Regions from separate parts of the Gossypium hirsutum genome. Here region 1 is linked to region 2. Evidence: chromatin contacts called from public Hi-C data. All regions are on one chromosome and are shown on one strand. Each heading gives the region's core, a stretch centred on a gene start, on an enhancer-like site or on the middle of the called end of the contact. The rest is flanking DNA. Distances are from core to core; before and after follow the strand shown. Region 1 holds the start of LOC107897843 (dihydroxy-acid dehydratase, chloroplastic). Region 2 holds the start of LOC107897747 (3-ketoacyl-CoA thiolase 2, peroxisomal).

What was found. A called contact is a pair of places that touch in the nucleus more often than the background predicts.
Region 1: a contact with region 2 is called in a Hi-C map of leaf, with 2.5 times the contacts expected there. The contact joins the promoter of LOC107897843 here to the promoter of LOC107897747 in region 2. A contact is called at or near these places in 2 of 34 Hi-C or Micro-C datasets (callus and leaf).

The regions. Positions count from the first base shown.
Region 1 is chrA10:63,986,124-63,992,305 of Gossypium_hirsutum_v2.1, reverse strand. It overlaps LOC107897843 (dihydroxy-acid dehydratase, chloroplastic), which reads left to right and starts at 2,769. Exons shown (of 14, transcript XM_016823421.2): 1 at 2,769-3,670; 2 at 4,132-4,203; 3 at 4,861-4,908; 4 at 5,965-6,119. The coding sequence starts at 3,149.
Region 2 is chrA10:63,806,265-63,812,011 of Gossypium_hirsutum_v2.1, reverse strand. LOC107897747 (3-ketoacyl-CoA thiolase 2, peroxisomal) reads right to left here and starts at 4,164. Exons shown (of 14, transcript XM_016823316.2): 1 at 3,788-4,164; 2 at 3,436-3,512; 3 at 3,231-3,315; 4 at 3,004-3,130; 5 at 2,813-2,911; 6 at 2,673-2,740; 7 at 2,459-2,566; 8 at 2,301-2,378; 9 at 2,056-2,188; 10 at 1,870-1,966; 11 at 1,542-1,665; 12 at 1,345-1,453; 13 at 982-1,065; 14 at 616-897. The coding sequence starts at 3,883. The coding sequence ends at 788.

The sequences.
Region 1 (6,182 bases), core at 1,520-4,019, 180 kb before region 2:
TTATTTATAGGATGTTAATCACCAAAGGTTAAAAGCATAAATAAAAAGATATTATGGCACCCTATAAATTCTTTAAGGGATGCGAGAGAATAAATCTTTGGGCGAGGCAAGACTTGTATAGACATCCATTTATCAATGGATTTACAACACTCCATTTTAGATATCTATCAACAAAAATGTGCATTGTTAAAACCTTATTAGGAAAAAATACACGTGTGATAAAAATTTAATGAAGGAAAATGAGTGCACAATCTTTTATAATAACTACCTCGTTAAAAACCTTTACTAGGAAATCCTAGTGTGACAAAACATTAGTTAAAGGAAAAGAGTACAATATGTTTTAGCCTCCCCTAATGGCAACATCATATTAAATCTTTAAATTGTCATTCAAACATTGTGGTTGGTAATGCCTTGGTAAAAAATTTGTCAAATTATCTCTAGTACGAATTTGTTGAATTTTTATGTCACATTTCTTCTCAAGATCATGAGTGAAAAATAATTTTGGGGAAATATGTTTTGTGTTGTCACTTTTGATGTAAGTGCCCTTTAATTGAGTTATACATTGACCTGCTGTCAAATGTAGTAATTAATTCAGGTCATTTACGCATTTAAGGGGCTTGTTTTATAGCCACTTTAGTCTTTTATATTACGTTTCTGGTATTTAGAACTTAAAATTAAATATTAGTAAAAGAAGTGTTTTTTAACACATTTTGAGTGTTGTGACCCACTAGTCCGGCATAGGCCTTATGTAGTGCTAATATGTGTAATTGAGTGTGTAGGATGAAGATTTATAGGCCTAATTGATGTGGAAGCAAGGGACGAGTGATGCACAAGCTTCCCGGGATGTCAAAGCATAAAACGAACCAAAGTTGGCATGGAACACGTCGTGTCACACCATAACCCTTGCATGGCGCGGCAAAGGTTGACTTGCTGCCCAAGTATGTTGAGGCTATTTTCATCCGTACAATCGACTTTATACAAAGACCTAGGATGTGTCAAAGACCTAATTTGGACTGCCAACACTTTTATAAATAAGACATTAGGAGTTTGATGTAACTAAGTCATCTTAGAAGCACTAAAAACCCTAGTAGTTTAGGAGTAGGATTAAATTAATTTTCTTTCGGCTTTTCTTAACTATTTGTTTTTCCTTTTGGAATCAGTTTCGATCTAAGAGTTTATTTATTTTATTAAACTATTTCAGTTTATTTCTTCTATTTGCACTCGACATATTTCATTATTCCAATCAATCGATTTGTTACTCTGTTCTCCATTCGATATCAATCCACGATTATTCTAATCTCGTTTCTCTTTCAATTCAATCGTGTTCTTCACTTGATTTATTCAATTGAGATTGAGATTATGAATAACATGAATGGCTAATCCCTTAAAGGAGATTAACGAGTGGATGGGGATGTGATTAACGGAAGATTTAGGGTTTCCTGAGAGGATTAGTTGGTATAGATTACGTGTTCTTAAACCATTAGGCTTGGCAACCATAGGAAGTTATCACAAGTTAGAAGAGGTCGAGAGATAAGTCAAACCGAGTAATTGTAGTTTATTCTAGTTGAGAAAATAAGGTCAGGAGATAAGAGAGCATCAACCAATCGATTAACTAGTTAGACTTCGGGAAGTAATAATTGGTTAATCAATAGCTAATTCACCCTAAAACCCTAATCTAAAGGTAATTACAAACCTTAAAGCGAGTTAATCTTCCTGACTGGTTTATTGATTTAATTCATTTGTTTATTTTTCATATTTAATTATTTTAGTTATTTATTTTTATCTCATTAATCTATTTTATGGTTTGTTGTAATATAGGAATTAGTTACTACTACTTAGACTTATTATTGTAAAAAAGTTTTCATAATTTATGCCATCTTCCCTTGGGTACGAACAATCATCAGAACACTTCCAAGTCTTTCGTTGTAACTAAACTATATTACAATTTGACCTGTGCACTTGCAGGCATTGCTGTCCTAAATTCTTATATATTTTTTGGTGTTATATTTAATTATAAATGATAGACGGTTAAGTTTTTGGCACCATTGCCGGGGAGATTTCAACAATAAATATTGAAAATATTTTTTTACAATTAATAAGATAAGTAAAAACATTAAAACTTATACATACAATATTTAATTTTTGTTTATTTTTTTATTATTTTCCAGGTCGTTATGACCCGAAGCTCCGGTACTCCAAACAAACCATACTCAGATTCGAAGCAAATCATTAAGCGCAATCGTTAACTCATGAACACCAATCTACTTCTTGTAATTAATTTACCTTAAGAAAATTCATTATTTAAAGATTTACGAAAACAACAAGTGAATGACCGGAAAGAAATCTCAATGAATCAGAGAACGTTGCGTAAGTACGCCTTACCTACACTAAACGTGATGCACTAAATGCGATGCGAGAAAGCATAACAAGGTCCGCAATCAATGCCAATAATTTTAAAATAAAAACAACCACGATTCAAATGATTCAAAATAGGCTGCAATTTAAAAACAATACGGTGAATACCCAAATCAACACTTGAAACGGTTGGTTCAATTTAAGGGGAATATGATTCATTATTAGTGGTCCCATTATTATCAGTTGACCGAAAATGTAGCTTCCTCACACAGAACTTATGTCCCAGTATGATATATTTATAAATAAATATTTATTAAAGAAAAACTGGCATAAGACTGGTATAGATAAAAATTAATATAGAATCATCATCCGCTTACCTTATTTTGTGGCTATCTTTCAGAAGATAACAACAGAAAAACGACACACGCGCGCGCACATTACCAACCACAGTTTTGACCGGCTCTCCTCTTCGTCTTCCATTTACCCATAAACTATTTTATGCAATAAATAAAATAAAAGCATTGCCCTCTCACCCGTCTCTAAAGCCACCCTTATTTCCACTCCCTCCGCCGGTTAGTCCCTATACTCTGTACCACGCGCCACCGTGCTTTATACCTGAATCTAAACTCATCTTTTTGGGACCCACACGAAGATTTGTTCTTATCCTGTAACCTTAAATAAGCATGTGTATCAGTGCATGGTACGTGTGTCTAGCAGTCATTCCTTACAAGCAACTAAGTAAAGTGTAGTCAGCTTTTTTTGATCCCCTACCTTAAACCCATCCCCCGCCGCCATGCAAGCCACTATTCTAACCTTACGCGCCACTGTAATCCCCACGAATAAACCACTCACCCCTCCTCCAAACCGCCGCCGATGTCTTTTCATAACGGCACAATCCCAAGCAGCCGTAACACCCGACCCTCCCTCTCCACCCACAGTAAAACTCAACAAATATAGCTCAAGAGTAACGGAACCGAAGTCACAAGGCGGGTCCCAGGCGATGCTATACGGGGTAGGATTATCAGAAGACGACATGTCGAAACCCCAAGTGGGAATTTCGTCGGTGTGGTACGAGGGGAACCCGTGCAACATGCATTTGTTGAAGCTGTCGGACGAGGTGAAACGGGGTGTTGAGGACGCTGGGATGGTTGGGTTTAGATTCAATACGGTCGGAGTAAGCGATGCGATTTCGATGGGGACGAGGGGAATGAGCTTCAGTTTGCAGTCAAGGGATTTGATTGCTGATAGTATTGAAACGGTTATGGGTGCTCAGTGGTATGATGACAATATCTCTATCCCCGGTTGTGATAAAAATGTAAGCTCTTTGTTTCTAACTTTGCTTCTTCTTTTCTTTTTAATACTTTTGTAAGCATTTTGTGTTTTATTTTTCCTGATTTTGACGCTATATATGAACTTGCCTTACTGTGAAAGGAAAAAAAAACAAAAAGATAAATGTGATTTAGTTATATGCTCATCGCTTTTAATTGTGAGAAAGAGAAGAGGAAAGAAAAGGATGTAAACTGCATTTAACTCAAGAGTGTTCTTTATCTGGTTTGATTGAAAAAATAAAATTGATTTGAAGTGATCAAATTAATTTAATTTTTAGACATTTTCCCATGGGCTCTGATTGTTTGGACTTTGGTAGAGCTATAGAAGTAGTTTATGTGTTAATGCAGTTGTGGTTCATTAAAGTTCAACAATCATAAACTATGGTCTGATATAGGTTTGCTTTCTCAATTGTGCCTTCTATTAGTCTAATGCTAGCTAGTTCTTTAGATGCCAGGTACACTTATTGCAATGGGGAGGCTCAATCGGCCAAGTCTTATGGTTTATGGTGGAACTATCAAGGTTTTCTTCTTTGCTTTGTCTAGTGCAAGTGTCATCAATGGGCTACTCTCCTTTCATTGCAAATGGCTCATTTAGTCTTGATATTTTATTAGTTTTGCTCTTAGAACACTGTTGTAAGTTTTATTCAGAAAATCACTGCCACTGTTTTAAAAAAATCTAACATTCAGAACCTATCATATACAACAAGGCTATAAGGATTGGTTTCAAAGTGGAAAGCACTCATTCTTATGAGTCATAAATGCTGTATTCTTTTGTAACTTTCCCGTAAACATTACGTGTTCATTACATTTCTTATCAATGCATCCAGCAAAGAACAAATGGCTAAATTGAGTGGGCCTGGAATAACACGATATGCTGGCAAATATGTTACGCCGAAAATCATGTCTGAATATTTTTGAAAGAATTTGAGGCATCAAATGTTCTAAGTTCTGACCTGAAATATATTATGTCCTTGTACGATTGCATGTCAGAAATGAGGTTTATTGCAATCTGTTACTCTGCTTCTCCCTTCCATTGTTCATTATACATCATATAGCCATTTAATATACTATAGTGTATTTCATTGAAGTTCAGGTAACATTGCTGCAAATTTAAATAGTTATAGTTCGTCAATTTTCAAAAGGCCTTTATTTATTTATTGTACTTGTTCTTTTGCAGCCTGGTCATTTTCAAGGCAATACATATGATATAATATCTGCCTTCCAGGTATGCACAGTGATATGCTAAATGAATTTTGTTATGACAGTTGATTGCTTCTTATTATATCTTCATCTTAGCTGAATTTTTTCTTTGGTTTTGTTATTCCTATGCTCAAGAATTTACCTTTTTCAGACGCTTGGTGTCTGTTAATTCTTTGCTTTTAGGACAATAAAAGTTTGTGTGACAAATACAAGAAAATTTCTGAAAGTAAAGCAAGGAACTTGACATATTATGCTGATACTACAATCTTTTGTTAAGAACATTACACTTAGATAAAAATATACTATAAAATTTCCCTCAACTATGATCATTTTTGGCAAGTATATGGGCTATTTCTGTGAGGAATAAAATATGAAAGTTTACAATCATAAGATTAAACTATGACCTTCTGTGTATGCTTATGATCAAGAACCTCAAGGTTGTGTGTGGCAGACAAATTTAACTGCCAACCTTTTTTGTATTTCATTTTATAATAGCTGATGCTCTTTGGAGTTTGTCTTTTGCATTAATCTCTTCCTTTGCAAGCTTTTGGAATTTATACCCATTCTATCTAAAAGGGGAGCATTCTATCTAAAAAGGGAGAAGTTTACTTTTCCTGGTTGACTTATGAGCAATGTGATATTTTCCTATTTGCTGTCTTCCTAGAATCTTCTTGAGAAGTTAAGGATTGACTGAATATTTAGGTGGAATAGATTGTTAGTTCAATTGATCTGTGTCTGGTGTTGGCACACAAACTTTGGGGGCTATTTCTTGGTACATTTCCTTTGGATTCAGTTTTCAACCCCTACCTGAACTGAAGTAGTATTCACCTTTGAGTGACAAAGTTTGCTTTTGATTTTCATTATCTTTTTCCCATTTATATGCCCTTTGAGGATTAGAATAAGGACTGACAGACTGTTTTGAAGTTTGCCAAGATCTAGCAATTTTATTAGATAGTCTACCATATGGTAATATGTGAAGATTAACTTCTATGACGTGAATTTATCAGAAAATAAAAACAAATTTTGACAAATTCGGTAATCTTGTAACTGTTTTTTATTTTTTTTCTGATTGGCCTCATAGTGTTATGTAGAGTATGCTAGTGGATCAATAAGTGACGAGCAGAGAATGAATGTTGTCCGTAACTCATGCCCTGGAGCTGGGGCCTGTGGGGGAATGTATACTACAAATACAATGGCTTCAGCAATTGAAGCTATGGGAATGTCTCTTCCTTACAGGTAGAAATATGCTCTCTGGATTGAGATTTTGGTATTTCTGCCTTTTCTCTTAAACTTTTTCTT
Region 2 (5,747 bases), core at 2,915-5,414:
AATAGCATTTTACCTCTGTTTATATAGCTTTATAATTTCATAAAGGGTGTAACAAATATTTTTTTAAAAGATTTTCCACCCTAGTGTTAGGAGAGAATAAGACTTTGAATTTGGTGATACTAATGCTTTGCCCCCATTCATACTTGAGATGCACTATTTCTGAAAAAAAATTTTGATACTTTCAAAGTCAACAGTATCTTATAGAATCCCAATCCCAATCCCAAAGGCTGTGATTTGTGTCAGGCTCAAGGATGAGAGAGAGACTTAACACTTAAAACTCATTCTTGTAAAATAATGAAAGCTAATACCAGTAAAAGTTTATAATATCTGCAAGCTGAATGCAACTTGATAAATATTTAAGTCAATATAAATAATAAAAGAACTCCCTTTTCCAGTCATCATCGCTTATTAAGACAGTTCATCTCTAGAAAGTTAAAAAGTTCAAACAATTCATGTTGACATGTAAAATGGTAATGATCTTCTTGAGGTTTTGGTAAGCATAACAGCTACACAATTGTGGTTAAAAAAAAACCCTTCGCATATGAAAACGAATCATTTCGAGATCAACATCAGTTGCACTGCTAACAAAATCCACTTCCATTGTGGGGCTGAAGAAACAAAGAAGTTGACACTTATTATATAGCTGAGATATAATTTTATGAAAGATAATAGCCAGAACGTCTGAATACTACTCTTTTCTGGGGTAACATGATCGGTGACTTATTACATTGCTTTATTAAATTTTCCAACTCGATTTAGGATATTTTTAACAAGAAAACTAGGTATCCTATCGGGCATCCTTAGATAAGAGATTGTGAGTTTCAACTTTTCGGGCATTGCACAGCTCATCAACACAATCACCCCTTTCGAAGACCGCTGCCGCCCCCATTCCTGTGCCTGCATTTCAGTGGTGAAACTGATGGTCAGCAACTCTAGCCAGTATATAACAGAAAGGGAGAGAGGGAGGGAGATAGATAGTACCTATGCACATCGAAACCACTCCGAATCGGCAGTCTTTGCCACGACGCTTCATTTCATGCAGAAGCGTAGCAACACAACGAGCACCTTCAACAAAAGCACAGATGTATACTAGTGTCACATTGACAACATCCTTTAATTCTATGCAATTCATACACAATACATGTATATTATACGGAAACCCTCTTAGGCATTGTAGTTACAAGCGCTGATTAGTATAACTCTTTAACTCTCATGGATGTCATGTAGTAGAGCATCAACAAGTAGATCATCTTGAGCATAAATTACCATCAGCAACTCCAAAAGATAATTACAGTAATCACACAGGAAAAACAACAAAATTGCATGAACTGTTGCGAGAAATACCTGTTGCGCCCAATGGATGTCCAATTGCCATTGCGCCTCCATTTACATTAATCTTTTGTGGATCGAGCTCCAACTTCTTTTGACAATATACGAACTGGGATGCAAATGCCTGCAATAGATAATAAAATGAGAGACTTAGTGTACTATAATTCTCTCTAATTACATAGGTCGAAGCTAATTCATGTTCAAAATTGCACCTCATTTATCTCAAAAAGATCAACATCATCAAGTTCTAGACCAGCAGATTTAACTGCTGCTGGAATTGCCACAGCTGGGCCAACACCCATGATAGCAGGATCCACACCAACAGCACAAAAAGTCCTGGAAGATCAACAAGCACTTTCATATATTAATAGAAACTTCCATGTTTATGATTAGTTTGTAGAATGAGGGGGCTGAGCTGATACATAAAGCTTCAGCTCTTATTAAAAGCTGAATTGCTGCTATAACGGAAAAACTATAACCACCAAAAGATATGCTTCATAAATGTGTAAGTGAAGGATGTGAAACCAAGCAATTGCAGACCTGAAAACACCAAGAATTGGTAGTCCTTTGCACATCGCAACACTTCTTTTCATAAGCAGAACAGCTCCAGCACCATCACTCACTTGACTAGAATTTCCTACAATACAATCAGCATATAAGTAAAATACGCTAAAACCAACACAGCAGCATAACCTTCAAGAAAGAATTTGGAGCATTTTTCAATACCAGCAGTAGTGGTCCCATTTTTCTTGAATACAGGCTTCAATTTTCCCAGATCTGACACTGATGTGTTAGCTCGGATCCCATCATCAACAGAGATTGTGACAGGTTTCTCATCACCAGTCTTTGGATCAACAATCTTCATCATACATGAAATATTACAATCAAAACATGAATATACACACAAAGCTTCCTGTGAAAACATATCAAACAGAGATAATATCTATATGTTGAAAGGAGATAGTAGCTACCTTGGTGGCCACAGGGACTATTTCATCTTTGAATTTACCAGAAGCTGTAGCAGCAGCTGCTTTCCTGTGAGATTCAACCTGGCAAACAGAATTTAAGAAAATCAAACATGTAATAGATCATTTGCAACACCAGACTGCAAGAGAATAATCTAACTTACTGCAGCCTGATCCTGCTCCTGCCTCGTCACACCAAAACGATAAGCAACGTTCTCTGACGTAACACCCATAGGAAGGAGACAATTCTGAGCTTGCTCCATTTGCTTCACCTGCCAAAATCAGCAAAAGATCATATCAGACTTAAAGTTCCCTTTTATGTTTTTCGGCTATTGGAAGAATGAGAAACAAATAAAAGCACACAAGGATAGTGAGTACCCTTGGGTTAACTGAACCTTCCCATGCCATTGGATTAGTAGTCATAGATTCCAACCCAGCTCCAATGCCTACAATACAAGTAGTTATTAGTAAAAATACAATTTGATAAAGAAATATCATTAGCAGCATAGGTTTCTAACCAATTTCATAAAACCCTGCTTTTATCGCTGCGGCTACATCAGCAACTGCCTGAAGCCCGGATGAGCATTGCCTGTTCACAGTTCTAACAGGCACAGTTTCTGCATCACCATAAGAAGTGCTTACAATCAACCAACATGACAACGACAAAATACAGAACCATAAGAACAAAATCAATGATATTTATGTATACCAGGGAAGCCAGCATAGAATGCAGCCATCCGACATTCGCTAGCTCGTTGAGATCCTGGTGCCAATACCGTTCCCACAACAATATCCCCAACTTCACTAGGATTCAAATTTGTTTTCTCTATCACTGCCTAAACTCAAACGTAACAACAACATAATAATAAATTACTGGAAAAAATAAAAACCGACCACAAAAAGAAAAACCTAAACAAAATTTCTTCCAAGACAAACCGTTAAAACAGGTGCAAGTAAATCATCAGGATAAGTATCCTTGAAACCCCCTCGCTTGGATTTGCAAAGCGCGGTCCTATATGCTCTGTAAAATAATAATAATAAATTCCATAATTAAAACAAAAAAAGTTCCAAATAATCTCTCAATTATTTACAACAAAAATGTAATGATTATATATTAGTCAATTCAAAAAGAGTTACTTACGCTACTATCACCACATCATCTCCAAATACATTAGTTCTTAGATAAGCAGCGCTATCTCCAGCTAAACAAGCCGATGCCTGAGGAATTTTTGTCAAGTTTTTTTAATTCATTAGAGAAACAAAAGGAGATCATTTGACAGAAAAATAATCAAATCATCAAAATTAAATCCATAAATTAAATATTAACGCAGTTCTAAACGTTATCAAAGATGATTCTTCTTTTTTTTTTCGCTAAATAGAAAAATAAAATTATTAAAATTTGAAATCGAGATTTAATTTAGGGAATAAAATTCTGAGTAATTGTGTCAAAGTTACACTAAGATTTTTAGATGAGAATAGTAAACAGATCTTACAGAGAGGGCAGAGTTGTTTTGGTGCGACGAAAAAGAAGAAGCTGAAGGATTAAGGTGTTGAAGCAAAACTTGCTGTCGGTTGATCGCTTTCTCCATCGTTCGCTGCGTCTAGAAATGATCTAAGATTTCTGTTTGGCGAGGGAGAAAATGCAGGAAAAATAATGGGAAAAGAAAGAGGCTTGGACAAGGGAAGTTGGCGAAAGACACTTATAAGGGAAAGATAAAGATTTTATTTAATTTATTCATTTATTACAGTAAAAGCAATTGGAGGGTTATGAGTTCTGATTTTGGATGACGATGATATGTAAGCCTTTTTGGCCTCACCTTCGCTATTCCCTTCTCCTTTCATGCGCGTGTAATTCACACTTCAATCCTGCAACCTAAAATTCGTTTCATCGTGTTTCGTAATAATTATAGGATTAAAATCATTTTTCTTAAATTTAGATTTGAATTTTCTCCATTGCGAGTGGCATGCTGTGGCTAAAGACAAGATAGGAATGGAGGAGATTTGGGATGCGTGCCGGCATGGAAAAAGGGTACTAAAATGACACCTCTCTTATCGATCCTTAAGGATATTGGAAACAGAAATTAGCTGCTTCCATTGTTTGTTTCTATCATTATACAGTGAATAATAACCGTTGATACGATTGTCAACGGAAAATAAGTTGATAGTCAAAGTAATTGATGGTCAATCATAAATAGATTCAAAGAAAGAAATAGGTCCACGGCAACGGTGTTTCGATGAGGAATAATTTATTATATTTGGCCTTCCTTTTTCACACCTTAAATTCTAGTCCCTTTATTTTATTTAGATTTCATAAAAATGTTAATCTTTATATTACCCTCAAATTTAAAATATAATTTTCATGCTTTATATTTTTACTATTTCAATGTTTATAATTTCATTAATAGTTTATATAAAAAACATGTGGCCTTTTCTTTTCCTTTTGCCATATAAAATAATGATAAAATTTTAATATTATCCCTTTACTTATCTAAATTTTAAATTTTAGTCTATATTAATTATTTTAATAAATAATTATAAGTATAATTAAAAAATTGAAGCGGAGAAAAAGCAGGCAAAACATTCTATATTATTATGTAAATTTAAAATATTAGTGTTTCATATTCGATATCTTTATAATGTTTTAGTTATTTCTCATATTACATTTTTCCTTTTAGTTAATTTATTAAGGATGGATGTAGGGACAAAAAAGCTTAATTTTAACTAGAATTTAAACTATAACAATATTTAAAATGTAAAGATTTAATCACCAGTTTATTTAATGTATTTGTGTTGAAATAATTAAATATAAAATAATAAATAAATGAATTTTAATTTTAATTTTAATTTCAAAAAAATACTTAATGCATATTTGTTAAAATAACTATACATAAAATAAAAATAATTAATATAATATTTCAAATAGTTGTTGGGAAAAGTAAAAAAATATTACTAAACTATTTATTTTATTTTATTTTAATCACTTAACTATTAATTTTTTTAATTTAATTACTCAACCTTTTGAAATTAAATATTTTGATTCCAGTTTGAATTTTGACAGGTTGTTTGAAGTGGATTTTTTTTTTGCAACTAACTTTCTCAATATTCCACATGGTAAGTAATTTTTTTAGTTTTGACTTTCTTTTTCTTTTATTTCTCTTTTCTTATTTCTTTGATCGCCACTTTTCTCTATTTCTTCTTTCTTTATCAGTTTCTTTTGAAGGATTCAAGCTTCTTCTTCAACAACTTGAACCTCTTCTCTGCTATGTTCCTTAATTTGGTCTCTTCTTTTAGCTAGTTCTCAAGTTTTAGTAGCTGTAGATTCATGAACAACAAAATAAACATCAAGTAGAAATTTCAGATTTTTTTCTTCAAAACATTGAAAACATAACCAAAATGTTTAAAACCCAAATTAATAGATAAAAAACTGACCTTATTTTCCATTAGTTCAGCATC